Linked DNA regions of Mus musculus: all the other regions are linked to region 3. Evidence: chromatin contacts called from public HiCAR-type data. All regions are on one chromosome and are shown on one strand. The core of a region is the stretch at or near the end of the contact, and the rest is flanking DNA. Distances in the headings are between cores, read along the strand shown. Region 1 holds the start of Klhdc2 (kelch domain containing 2). Region 2 holds the start of Mis18bp1 (MIS18 binding protein 1). Region 3 holds the start of Mdga2 (MAM domain containing glycosylphosphatidylinositol anchor 2).

What was found. HiCAR-type assays count read pairs that join an accessible place to other places.
Region 1: a HiCAR-type map of astrocytes shows a contact between it and region 3, with 5 times the contacts expected there. The contact joins the promoter of Klhdc2 here to the promoter of Mdga2 in region 3. A contact is called at or near these places in 1 of 39 promoter capture datasets (hippocampal neurons) and 1 of 115 datasets of contacts at active chromatin or transcription factors (astrocytes).
Region 2: a contact with region 3 is called in a HiCAR-type map of astrocytes, with 6 times the contacts expected there. The contact joins the promoter of Mis18bp1 here to the promoter of Mdga2 in region 3. A contact is called at or near these places in 1 of 39 promoter capture datasets (hippocampal neurons), 1 of 484 Hi-C or Micro-C datasets (cortical neurons) and 3 of 115 datasets of contacts at active chromatin or transcription factors (astrocytes, forebrain and stem cell-derived neural progenitor cells).

What each region holds. Positions count from the first base shown.
Region 1 is chr12:69,294,194-69,298,709 of GRCm38.p6, forward strand. Klhdc2 (kelch domain containing 2) reads left to right here and starts at 2,488. Exons shown (of 13, transcript NM_027117.3): 1 at 2,488-2,954. The coding sequence starts at 2,802.
Region 2 is chr12:65,170,554-65,174,622 of GRCm38.p6, forward strand. It overlaps Mis18bp1 (MIS18 binding protein 1), which reads right to left and starts at 2,027. Exons shown (of 14, transcript NM_172578.2): 1 at 1,896-2,027.
Region 3 is chr12:67,220,697-67,225,416 of GRCm38.p6, forward strand. It overlaps Mdga2 (MAM domain containing glycosylphosphatidylinositol anchor 2), which reads right to left and starts at 1,853. Exons shown (of 17, transcript NM_001193266.1): 1 at 274-1,853. The coding sequence starts at 346.

The DNA of each region.
Region 1 (4,516 bases), core at 1,238-3,737, 2.1 Mb after region 3:
TACACACACCAGCTCCTTACCTGCACAGGTTGAGCCCTTCATCTCCACTCTTCTGCCTGGACTGCAGCAGAAAGTCTCACTAGCTACAGTCTTGTGCTGGAGTTCCAGGCTCTCTCTCTCTCTCTCTCTCTCTCTCTCTCTCTCTCTATATATATATATATATATATATATATATATATATATTCTCTAAAGTGGAAATGGCTTGTAACAGCATCTTTTCTTGGCCAGAAGATGCAATTGTTATCTCTGAGGCATCCTTATCACTTGGGTCTGCTAACCTAAACTTAGTCCTGGAATCTTCTAGCCTCCCTACAATCTAATCTAGGCCTAGAATGTTTTCAGCCTCTGAGACTTACTGCTGAATTAAACTCACCTTCTCTAGTTCTTTCTGAGTTCTGGTTGGTTCAACTCAGCTGTTCTGATTCAAAACTCCTCTCCAAGCTGACTGATTCAATCTCAGTTCTTTTTTTAAAAATTTTTATGTATTTATGTATTTGTATATTTATTTATGTATTTATTCATTTATTTATTATATGTAAGTACACTGTAGCTGTCCTCAGATACTCCAGAAGAGGGCATCGGATTTCATTAAGGATGGTTGTGAGCCACCATGTGGTTGCTGGGATTTGAACTCAGGACCTTCAGAAAGCAGTTGGCACTCTTAACGACCGAGCCATCTCGCCAGCCCTCAATCTCATTTCTCTTGGCTTCTCCTGATTGCTCTGCTTGGCCTCATAACTAACTTTGGCGACATGTTCTAATCTTCTGCTCCTTCTCATTCTCTGGCTTTCTGTCTTCACCTGTGGCTAGCATGTTCTCTCTCTGCAACTTGTCTCTGTACCCTCTCCAAGTAAAGCTGCCTCTTCTCTCTCTCTGCACTGGCCCTTGAGGAGTTCCCCTTTCCTCTCCTTGTGAGCGTTGGGTACATCCTGTTCTATCAAATCTTTCTCTGATCTGCCACTATGTCTGCTATTCAACTAAACATCACTTTCAAACATGGGTGCTTCCTTCTACAAACTAACTTTACCTTCATCATTTGAGATTAAAGTGTGTGCTAAGGGTGTGTCTGTATTCCAATCAGAGTAGCCATGTTGCTGGATAAAAATCCTTCTACAATGGCCCAGGACTATTTGTAACTATTGATAGTCTCATGGAGTGACAGAAGTCTAGTCTCTTGAGGACAAGGGACAGCAGTGGCTCTGTGGTGTAGATTACCTTCATCTGGCTTCTGTGGCAAGATTCTCTGGGATGCTAACTGTTCTTGTTAACTGAAGTGTATCCGTCCAGAACATGGGTTTTGTGCTTAAAAGCTCACTCTGAGAAAGGCTCGTTGCTACACTGGGATCCCAAACTAATAAAGACTTTCTATTGCCTTAAGTTCATGTCTGAGCTGTCCTCTCTAGTGGCTATCCCCACAACACCATCAAATTTTTCTTGCAAACAATAATCACGAGGCAGTAAAATGTGTCCAAGTGCAGCTCATCTGGAATAAGGCTGATCTGTGGAGGAATATCCACTTGCATGCTCCTGACCCCTAGGGCAAGGTGATTTCCACTGTTGGACGATCAGTTGCTCACCACAAACCTCAGCTTAGTGCAAATTGGTCATTCACATTACAGCAGATTTGCAGTGTGAGAGGTTGTGGCCAACAGTGAGAGATGTCTTCTACCCGCCAAACATGAAACTGATGCTAGATTTTCTTCTCCAGTGTCATCCAGCACGAAGTGGCTGGTGGAAACGCTGCCAATCTCTTTTTGACAGTATACACCCTGGGCAGCAGCAGGAAGGCCATTTCTCTCTCTGACTGTCTCTTGCAATGGCAGTGAGGAAGGCCCCCCTCAGCACAGCACCAAGGGCACTGGACATCTCTTGCATGGCAAAATTGCCCCAGGGAGACCTGGATGAATCTGGTCAAGAAACAGAATCTGCCTGGTGGAGCACACCTTTTATCCCAGCGCTTTAATCTCAAACCCCAGACCCTTAACTCTTGTGTTTCAGCAAGTACATCTCCAGCAACTGGTGAGAGTTTCAAAGAGAAAAGCTTTTTTTGGTCGTTTTTGTTAAGTGTGTATTTTGCTCAGTATATATTTAGCAGTCCCAAAACGAAGAGAGGGAGAAAGAAAAAAAAAAAAGACAAGATGAGCAGCACGGAGAGCCACCATTTAAATGAGGAGCCTGAAGTGTTTTCCAGACCAGCCTTATTTTATGGGCGAGGAATTGGGTTTAAATAATTCGTAATTTTCATTTGGCCTCTTAGAAGCCCAGATTGTGAGTCTGGGATTCGCATTCTTTCCCCAAGGGTGGGTTGTTATGGTTTAGGAACTATCCAGGCCAGAGCACCCTGAGGCGGGAGGACGGATGTTGGGAGGACTCAGATGCCCAAGGGCCCGACTGGGAGGACTACACAGCAGTAGGACAGCACTGCGGTGGGACCGGACGACGGGAGGCTCAGCAGCGCAGGGGGCGAGAGCGCTTCCGGAGCGTGGGGACAGTGTCCGCTGCGGACGACTTCCGGCGGCGGCATAAACAAGGCCCCGGCGGCCGGAGGCGGGGCGGGCTGCGAGTGCGAGCCCCGTCGGCCGCTCTCCCGCTCTGAGCCAGGACCCGGCCGCGGCGCGGTCCCCGCGAGACCCGCAGCCGCTGTCGGCGCGCGCCCCAGCGCTCGTCCCGGAGGCGGAGGCGTAGCGCAGGACAGGCGGGTCGTCAGCGCTGGCTGCGCGCCGCGGTCCACCGCTCCGCTTTCCTTTGTCTCCCGTCTGCGGGGCCGGAGCGGTCTCGGTGGCCAGCGGTGCAGCCTCAAGATGGCTGATGGCAACGAGGATGCTCGAGCGGAGGATCTGCCGGGCCCGGCCTTCGAGAACTACGAGGCCATGGAGCTGGCCTGCCCGGCTGAACGCAGCGGCCACGTCGCTGTCAGCGATGGGCGCCACATGTTCGTCTGGGGCGGCTACAAGGTCAGTAGGGCGGAGTGGGCACGATCGCCGCCGCGGCTCTTGCTCATTCAGGAGAGCATCTTCCCGCCCTGCCCTGGTGGATTCGGGGATCCTGGGCTATTGTCACCGCTCTCTTGAACTTATGAGTCAGCCTATCCCACGCACCCCCTACGCATTGTCTTTGGAGTGAGCGGAGCGAGGTTCTGTTATTGTGGGTCGCGTAGCGGGTGACTGTGGCCCGAGGTACGGAAAAGGGTGGGGGCGAGGGTGTGTGAGAATCACTCATATACCTTTGGGCCCGGTCGCCCGGAGCTGGGGCCATTTAGCCGACAGACACTATATTCAACAATATTGTCACTGTGTGAACCAAGGCCACAGGAATCGCTTGCTCAACCTCCCCGAAGGTGTAACGGTGTCATCAACACCTGTGCAGATGCCCCCACCTATCTATTGTTTGAACGCAGGGCCATTTTTCTTAACTGGTCTCAGCTGAGAAAGGATTGCTCCTCAGTAGGCCTTACTGCGGATTTTAAAGGAAAAAATAGCCAGTGAATCCCCAGCAGCGTATGTAATTGGAGTGCAGGCCTTTGGACTTTGTGACCAAGTATCTTTTTAGTCATTTGCATTGTTTTATACCGCGAGCTGGGGAATACTGCTCAGTTACCTCCTTAAACCGCTGCTCACTGGTTCTTCTGTACTGGTTTTAGAATTCCATGATACACTCACTCTAGTTCTTGGATTTCATGTGGTGCACACTCATTTGAGCCATTTGACCTAAAACTATTTTAGTGTTAAAATGACGCCCCCCCACCCCCCTTGGGAAGTCCAGTTCTCTGCGCCTGTGGTTTGCTTAAGGACTCTAATAGCTTATAGTACTGACGACCTGATCATAGGTGGCCATTTTGAGACAACTGTCCCATACCTTGTCGGTTTAACCATTAGTTATTTTGCCAGCGTGAATTAATGCATTCTGTTGTCCCTGGCTTCCAGGAATCAGGTATTTAGAGGTCGATGTCGAGAATTCTAGAGATTAGAGAGCAGGTGTGTAGTGACTATAGTAGAGAGCAGGTGTGTAGTGACTATTATTTATTTATTTATTTATTTATTTATTTATTTTTGGTTTTTTGAGACAGGGTTTCTCTGTGTAGCCCTGGCTGTCCTGGAACTCACTCTGTAGACCAGGCTGGCCTTGAACTCAGAAATCTGCCTGCCTCTGCCTCCCCAGTGCTGGGACTAAAGGCGTGCGCCCCCATGCCAGCTGTGTAGTGACTATTATTAAAACATAAATTCCAGGGGTGGAGAGGTGACTCAGTGGTTACCAGCATTGGCCACATTTCTGGGTTGGACTCTTAACACCCCCATGGCCACTCACAACTGTAATTCCAGTCCCAGGGGATCTCATGTCCCTCCTTTGGCCTTTCTGGGCACTGCACCCCAGGGATGCACAGACAGGCATGCCGGCAAAACTAATCAACTTCAATAAACCTTTTCAAAATATAAATGTCCTTTGAGGAAGGTAGACCTGTTGGTCAATCACACTTTGGTCTAACGTATGTTACTCATAATTCTGTTTGTGAACACTA
Region 2 (4,069 bases), core at 777-3,276, 2.0 Mb before region 3:
TGAGGTTACAGCCAGTGGCCAATACTTGTTGCCTGCCTAGACTGGAAGACCCTAGGTTCAAACATGCATAATGAGAAGGAGGAGGGGTGGGGGAAGGAGGAGGAGGAGCAGCAGCAGCAGCAGCAGCAGCAGCAGCAGCAGCAGCAGCAGCGCACCTCACCTCCATATGTCAATAGTCACATAGCTTAATAGTCATTTGGTGTAACTTGAAATCATGATAGTTAAAGAACTAGGTTTCAGAAGCAAGCCACCAGAGGCCATCCAGAAGCTCAGATAGGAGCCTAGCCCAGACAGGGCCAGTGTGCTAATGAACTAACCCCAAGATGGTGTTGATATGGAAGTAAACCAATCTCAAGCTGTGGGCCCTAAGAGTACAACGCTAACACCACTACCTCCCCCCCCCCCCTAATAAATTCTGAAACTTTGAGAATGGTGTCTCTAGCCAGTGACAAGAAGACTTGAGACATTGGCCTCAGTGACTAAGGAACTTCAGGTACTGTTGCCAAGCCCACACAGGACCAAGTCAATGTCCTGCTCTTAAGTGTCTCCTGGGACCTCCAGCGATGCAATATTCCACCCAGCCTGCCACAGCTGAAGGATTTTCACAGCAAATGTGGGTTCAGCCCTCAGCTTCCAAAGCATCATTGCCAGAAGACTCCCCAGTAGAACCCTGCTGCAGCACTTCTACCCAAGCACTGTTACACGCTTGGTGAAATGTATGTGTAAATTTTCTACTAGCATGATATCATGAGGAATGCTTGTGTGGATAAACCAGGCATATTCAAAAGACAAATCCTGCAGGAGATTTAAATAGTAGAGCACCTTACCACCTACCAGCTCCTGCTTCTCCTAGTGACAATTCATTTATAAATCTCAATTCGATGTACTCAACAACAAAAACAATAAGAACATTAAAAACTGCAGAAGGATTAAATGGCAAAACAGACTTGATAGCCACATTTTAAAAAACCCACATCACATGCTTATGAGCATAAGCACGTTAAGAAACCCATAAAACAACAACAACAAACCATACATACTGGCAACATTACACGGATTCAGCAGGTTATAGCTAGGAATATATATGTGTGTGTGTACATATTTGCAACTGTTATTGGTGAAAATGAACCACTGAATTTGAAAGAGAGTAGGGAGGTTTGTAAGGGAGGGTTTGGAGGGAGGAAGGGGGGAGGAGAATCTAAGTAAATTATAATCTCTAAAATAAACAACAACAAATGCGCCTGACTGTACAGTGTTATACTTTAAGGATAGGATGAAGGAACCTTCTGTTTTTCTTTTTTATTATTAGATATTTTCTTCATTTACATTTCAAATGCTATCCCCAATACCCCCCCCAAACCCACCCACTCCTGCTTCCTGGCCCTGGCATTCCCTCATAATGAGGCATATAATCTTCGCAAGACCAAGGGCCTCTCCTCCCATTGGTGGCCTTGTACAAGGCCATCTTCTGCTACATATGCAGCTAGAGTCAAGAGCTCTGGGGTACTGGTTAGTTCATATTATTGTTCCACCTATAGGGTTGCAGACCCCTTCAGCTCCTTGGGTACTTTCTCTAGCTCCTTCATTGGGGGCCCTGTGTTCCATGGAACTTCCTGTTTTCCAAACAAAATCTCTAACATCTACAGATGCCTGCAACAAGCATGGTATTCAATCCTAAGAACGCATAAGCGGCTGCCTCTAGGAATGCTGGGTCCGGAGACAAAGAGTTGGGCATTCCCACGCTACTCCTCACGGAGACTTCGGATTTTAGAACAAATCTCGGGCGCTAGGGCAGCAATGTTAACGAGCGAACAGAGCAGAAGTTAGACGCCCGAGAAGAGTCAGGCGGGGACCCGGCCGATCGGTCCGCGAGGCTGAGCGAGCAGAGGACCTACCTTGGTGAGGACAGCAGCTCGAGGCCGTGGTTACCCAGGGCTCGCAGCGCCTCAGACCCACGGAGGCCCGGGCAAGGGCTCCACGCGTGTCCGCAGACTGAAACTCCGCTCGCCTTCCTCGTCCACTTCCCCAGCACGGACAAATAGCGCTGGATTTCAAATCCCGAGAGCCCGCCCCCCGGTGCCTGCGATTGGCCCGCGCAGAGGTTGCGACACGGCGCGTCTTCCGGAACTCCAGGAAACAGGAGCACAGCCCAGAGCGGCCCGAGGCTGTGAGAGCGGAAAGCGTCCGACCGAAGCCCCTCGGTTGCTCGTGGAGTTTGTTTCTCTCCACAAGGCGGGCCCCCGGGAGCGCCTCGCCACTCCTCCCGTGATGCTCCGCGGGGAGAAAACCCCACGACGGTTGACGCCCAGCGGCGCTTACCGAGGCGCGATTTACTAAATTTGACCCTTGCGGGCCACACTTGTTAGTTCTAGGCTGCGCTTTCTCAGTGTAGTCCGTTTCTGAGGAGAAAAACTGCTTTAGAGAGTTTGAAAGAATTTTTCTTTCAGTTTGCTGTTTAGATTTTCTTCGGGCCAGGAAAAAAAAAAAAAAAAAGTTGCTCCCAAGTAGTAGACTGAACTGGCTCTTCCAGAGGTCCTGAGTTAAATTCCCAGCAACCACATGGTGGCTCACAACCATCTGTAATGGGATCGGATGCCCCCTTCTGGTGTGTCTGAAGACAGCTACAGTGTTCTTTATAATAAATCTTTGGGCCGGAGGGTGGCGCACGCCTTTAATCCCAGCACAGAGGCAGAGGCAGGCGGATTTCTGAGTTCGAGGCCAGCCTGGTCTACAAAGTGAGCTCCAGGACTATACAGAGAAACCGTCTCCAAAACAAAACAAACAAAAAAATTCAATTCCCAACAACCACATGAAGGCTCAACCTTGTACACAACCATATCTGTACAACTATAGTGTACTCAATATACATAAAATAAATAAATTAATCTTTAAAAAAAAAATCTAAGGACCATAGTAGAATTTCTTTTCTCAGTGAATGTCGGTTGCAGTGCGTTTTGTGGCACTGGTTCCTGAAGTCTGTTTTGCCACTTGATAGTACATGCCTGTTATCCTAAGACTGGGAGGTTGAGGCAAGAGGATGGAGAATCAATCGGAGGGCAGCCTGTAGTATGTGTTGGGGCTCTGAAAGGAACTGCTTCCCCTACAGATGTGTTATATCTCTTCCTCAGCTGCCAGGGAAGGTATCCACAAAGCTGGCATAGCAGTTCTGCTCCAGCGGTTGAGACACAACACACCTCACACAGGAGAGTGGTTGCCTTTAGAAGAAGCAGGGACCTGAGCTTGATTGAGGCAGGGATATTATATTGGAATTCTTGGCGGGGGACCCCGAGGGTGGAGACCGAGGGACTCTGTTTCTTAACCTTAGTCTTGGGCTTGCGATCAAGTAAAGGTCAAGGTGGTTTTTCTCTTAGCCCTGGTCTTAGGGTCAAGTCAGGAGCATGGTGTTTTTCATTTGCCCTTTGACCATACCTCTATTGACTCACAATCCCAACAGGGGGCCTGGGAATGCGGTGGGGGGTGGGGGTGGGGATCATGAATTTAACATTAAGAATGGAAGTGGGCTAAGTGGATAATGTAGCTCTGCTCTCAGCTAGTCCAAAGGCTTAGGTAGTAGATTAAAATTTTAAATCTATCTTGGGTCACAGAATGAGTTTGAGGCCAGCAGGGATGACCTAACGAGATCCAGTCTCAAAACCTAAAGAGTGCTAGGGTGTGGTTTCATGGCAGATTACTTACTATGCACAAGGCTCTAGGTCCTTGTCCTAGGGAAAAGAAATTTAAGTGACTTTTTTCAGATTTCTGAATCATAAGTCAACCAACTATTCTAAGTTAGAAGCAAGTGAGAGGAGAGGAAAGCATCAGGGAGGGAGAAAATGCCCTTGCAGGGCCATGAGAAAATGACTGAGTGTGGATCTGAATTAAATTTGGGAGTAAAGGTGGTCAAATTCCAGGCTAAATAATACAATCTCATAAGTACTATAAGTATAAAATGTACCAACTTGGTGTCAGGTCCAAAGCCCCCCCCCCCCCCAAATACCAGTGCTGGTAATGTTTTCCTAAATAGGACATTGACCATCATATAAAATCTTACTTTTCTGTCCTTTTGTTC
Region 3 (4,720 bases), core at 603-3,102:
GGGATAAATCAAGTGCAAAGCCACTCGTTCCTCTGAGTGCGATGCTGTTGGCCCGACCCAACTCAGAGCCCCAGTGGAAGAGCCGGGGGAGCCGCTCGCAGCCCAATCCGCAGCGCGCTCGCAGCCTCCTTTCAGCTCCCAATAACGTGATGAAGTGTAAATCAAATGCCACGCCAGGAGGGGCCCCGGAACGGCGCGAGTCGTGTATCTTAGCTCAGCAGCCTATCTTGCCTAGGAATCACAAGGTCACGATAGCGTCGCGATTCCACTCACCGTACACTCCTTGGCCAGAGATTCCCTCCAGGAGGACTGTCAGCAGCCACACGAGACCGTACACTAAATCCATCTTCACGTGAACATGAACATATCCAGCCCAAGGGGGACGCAGTGGGACCTTCTGGAGGCCAGCGGCCAGCAAGGCGCGCTCCACTTGTGCCCGGGCCGAGTCGAGGTGCCCGGGAACTGCTAGCAATGGGAGGAAGCACTGTCCGTCTGTCCTTCCCTGGCGGCGGCCGTGAGCGGAGCGCTGGAGCCCCACACACCCCACACTCATGCACACACACACACACACACACACACACACACACACACACACACACACGCACACACACGCTCACACACACGCTCACACACACACACACACACACACGCACAAGCACACACGTATAAGCACACACACGCGGGAACACACTCCCACTACACAATACCCCAATACATGCACTCACACACAAGCCGCACTCACACCGGGCGCCTGGGAAAATCGCAGACGCCGGGGAGGAGCAGGGGGCGGTGATGGGAAGCAGAGCTGTGAGGACAAGTGTTCTTCAGGGAAGCGGCTCCGGGCTCCGGGCGCGGGCAAGCGGCAGGAGCGGGCAGGAGCCCTGGGGGCGCCGCGCGACGCGAACCGCGCTGGACAGCCAGGGAGCAGGAAGTGGCCTCTGACCCGGGCACGAAGCGGGGCTCCCTCGCCCGGGTTCGCCTTTACAAAGTAACTCGCGAAGGTCCCCAGAGGAGCGTCAAGCGGCGGCAGCGGCTCGCCCGCCCGCAGTCCGGAGCCCCCAGCCCTGCTGTCTTGCCTTCCCCCATTCCATCAGTTGCCATTGCAACGCCAATCCTGTTACACGACAGAGACTCGCATCGCCGAGCGGGGAGAGGAAGAGGAGGAGGAGGAAGAGGAGGAGTGGGAAACGGGGGATGGGGAGGAGGGAGCGGAGGAGGAGAGAGGAGGGCGAAAGGGTCCAAGCGGGAGCGGAGCGCCCGTCTGGAGCTCGCCAGGCACCAGCCTCAGCCGCTGCCGCCACCGCCACGGCTCTTCCAAACAGCCTTGAGCGCCCCGCCAGCAAAGAGGGTGCTCCTGGAGGCAGCACCAATCTCCGGAGCCAAAAGCAGAGTCCGAGCACCACCACTTGCAGGAGAGGGAGGATGCCGAGCGCAGAGCAGATCCGCACACCGTCCACGCGTGCCCACCCGTACCGCGAGTCCTCTTCGCTTCCGCGCCGCCCCCGCCAGGTGGAGGGGGTGGGGGCGGTGGAGACTGGCGGGAGTTTAGACCCGGGAGCCGCAGAAGGGCTTTCCCCACCCGGGCTAACGGAGTGCTGGCATCCGGAGCGGAACAGAGAAGCGGCCGCCTGCTGAGGGCACCCCGGCTGCGCGGCCGCCTTGCGGGCCGCAGTTGCGGCAGAGATGCCCAAGCTGGGCAGAGGAGCGTCCGGGGCCCTACGCTTGCTCGGGATCCCTGGATTGACGCTGGGGGTTGCGCACCGCGGAGGCGATAGGAAGGAGGAGGAGGAGGAAGAAGAGGAGGAGGATGGAGAAGCGGCGGACGCGGAGCGCAGGCGGCCAGGCTGCCGGGGAGGAAGGCTGTGTGTGGTCACGTTGTGCGCTACGTGCTGAGAGCGCGAGGCTGCTAGCCGCAGCCCGGCGACGTCAAAACCGAGTGCAGGGCTCGGGCGCCTTCCCCTGAGCCTCCTCTGCCTCCCGGGCTCTGCTCACCAGGGTAGGCACTGGTGCTCATCAGCTTGGACAGCAGTGATGGGCTCAGAGGGGTAGCAGCACCCAGCCTCTCTTCCACCCCGCCGAGGCCATCCCTGGTTCTTCCCTAGCTCCGCGGGGGCGAGGGCTGGTAATTCATTTCCGATGCCTCCGCTGGCGTTTGCACGCGGAAGGGAAGGGCTGGCTACGTCCTCAGACACGCGGTAATTACAGGACACCTTTATCCCCTTTCTGCCGTCCAAGGTCTTCCAGGAACTGTTCTGCTTGGCTAGAGGGCAGAGCAGGCCAAGTCATTGGAAGCTGCCTCAGTCTTCTCCATCCCTGTCATGTTTCCGTGGAAATGTGGTCATCATAACAGAGGAAGGGTGTTGGGGGGAAGGAAGGAAGACCACCAGGAGTTCAGGAAGAGTCGGTTTTATATATAATACCTCCTAAAGTTAAATGCTTGGAAAAGCCCCTCTCACATGAAAGACAGGGTTCCTTGAAACAGGGTCAGTTCTGAGGAGCTTAAAATTCTCCCTACTACAAAATGGTCAGAATGAGAAAGCATCTTTAATTTACACTAGAACAGGTGTAAAACTAATAAACTAAAACATAATGGGGAATATCCCACACAGTCTGAGTTACTCTAGTGTGTTTCTTTTTCAAATTAGGTTTTACTGTCTAGATCCACTTAGCCAAAATATGGTAAGTGAGTGAAATGGTTAGACGCGTTTATACATGTGAGAAAGTTATTTTCAGGGAAATGTAGAGCACGGTATTCATTTATTTGTCTCCATAATACACTGGCATAATACACTGCCATTGTGGGTATAAAGAACATCTCCACTAAACTAAATATAGGCTTTTCTTCTCCTATGAAACACTATATAGGGAACTTACAGAATGAATTAGCTGGCTTATTTAGCCAATATATTAATTTCTTCTTGAAATTTAATATTCTTCTGGCTACATTGACTAAACAGGCGTGATTTTGTAGTCATACCTTAGCACTGGCTACTTCAGGCCTCCAGGTGGTGAGCCTGAGCCAAGCCTGAAAGACAGGCAGGGGGTGTCTTAGCAGACAGAAGGTACTAAGACAGAGCCATGGCCCCAGAATTTAAGGGATTAGCCAATTAGAGAGACTTCCTGCAGAAGTAGTGTGATTCACATCTTACATCACTGGGATTTTTCTTTATACTTATGTACAGAATATGTGTTATAGGGGATTTAACAATTTAAACAATCCTCCATGACATTGCTAATATGATCCATTCAACAGTATTCTGGCTTTAGCGTGTAAAATTGTGGTCACTATCATTTGTGATGTCAGCTCACATAAACTTTGAGATTATCCCCTGACAACTTGAATCATTTTAGGTACCTGTTGGACTTGTATTAACTACAGTTTCAGCTGATTAAATAGTCATTTAATATTTACTAATTCCTTCTCTATTCTCAAATGTTTTAACCTAAATAGAATGATGCCAGACACGGCCCTGAAGGATTCATAGGATCCACTTAAGGTAGTGGGATAGAAATAAGGTAGGGAAGATCTGGTGGCACATGCCTGAAATCTCAGTACTCACACAGTTGAGGAAGGAGGATGGTAAGTTCAGTTCAACATGTACTACACAGTAAAGCCCTGTCTCAAAAAAAAAAAAAAAAAGGAAAATGAAAAATTGAAATACTAATCTGGATATAGAGCTCAGAAGGGAAAATGCAGAACTTCAATGGCAAATCTGTCTTCATTTTCCAATCTACTCCCTTATCATAATATAAATACTATGCTATATTTATTCTACTTCCTATTCCTCTGGATGCTAGTTATATCACACAAACTCTCATCCACACTACTCCCTGGACTAGATTATAAAAGGAAACAGGCATGAGAAAAATATCATTTTTTATCTACAAAAAATCTTTTGGAAAGTCTACACAAAACCAAAATTCATACCTACCTATGTGTGTTTTCTAGTTCTTGCTCACAGATTCCTGACCCACACCAGAGCTTGGTGTGGCTATTATCCAGCCTGGTTAGCTGCACATCTCTAGTTTAGTCAGATAAGTTCACTTCTAGTATTTCTAAAACTTGATAAGCTCCTAAGGGCCTAAAGGGAGACAGTCAGCCTGAGAAAGGAACAAAACACGCAAAGGAGAGCCCTGGACAAAGCAAATTCAGAGTCCAGTAAGAAAGGTAGATGGCTGGCAAAGCCTCCATATGCAGAAGCTGGTCTGGGAGGGTGTAGATGGTGTGGCTAGGGCCTCATATTCACCATGGCTGCTGCTTAGAGGTACCTGGTCAGCTGAACAAAATCAAGAATGTCAAAGCTCTTCACAATCTTCAGAGAGCTTTCACTCATTTGGCAAAGAATATTATTGCCTTATAAACTATACATTTGGAAAGCAAAGCATTCTAGTCCCTAGTTCTAGACTTCTGGGATTTCATGACCCACTCCAGATTTCTGTACCAATTTTAATCTTGAACCCCTGATTAAAAGCCTATCCTCACTGATAATAGATATTAGCCCAGAAACTTAGAATACCCAAGATACAATTTGCAAAACACAAGAAAATCAAGAAGAAGGAAGACCAACGTGTGGATACTTCATTCCTCCTTAGAATAGGGAACAAAATACCCATGGAAGGAGTTACAAAGTTTGAAGCTAAGATGAAAGGATGGACCATCCAGAGACTACCCCACCTGGGGATCCATCTCATAATCAGCCACCAAACACAGACACTATTG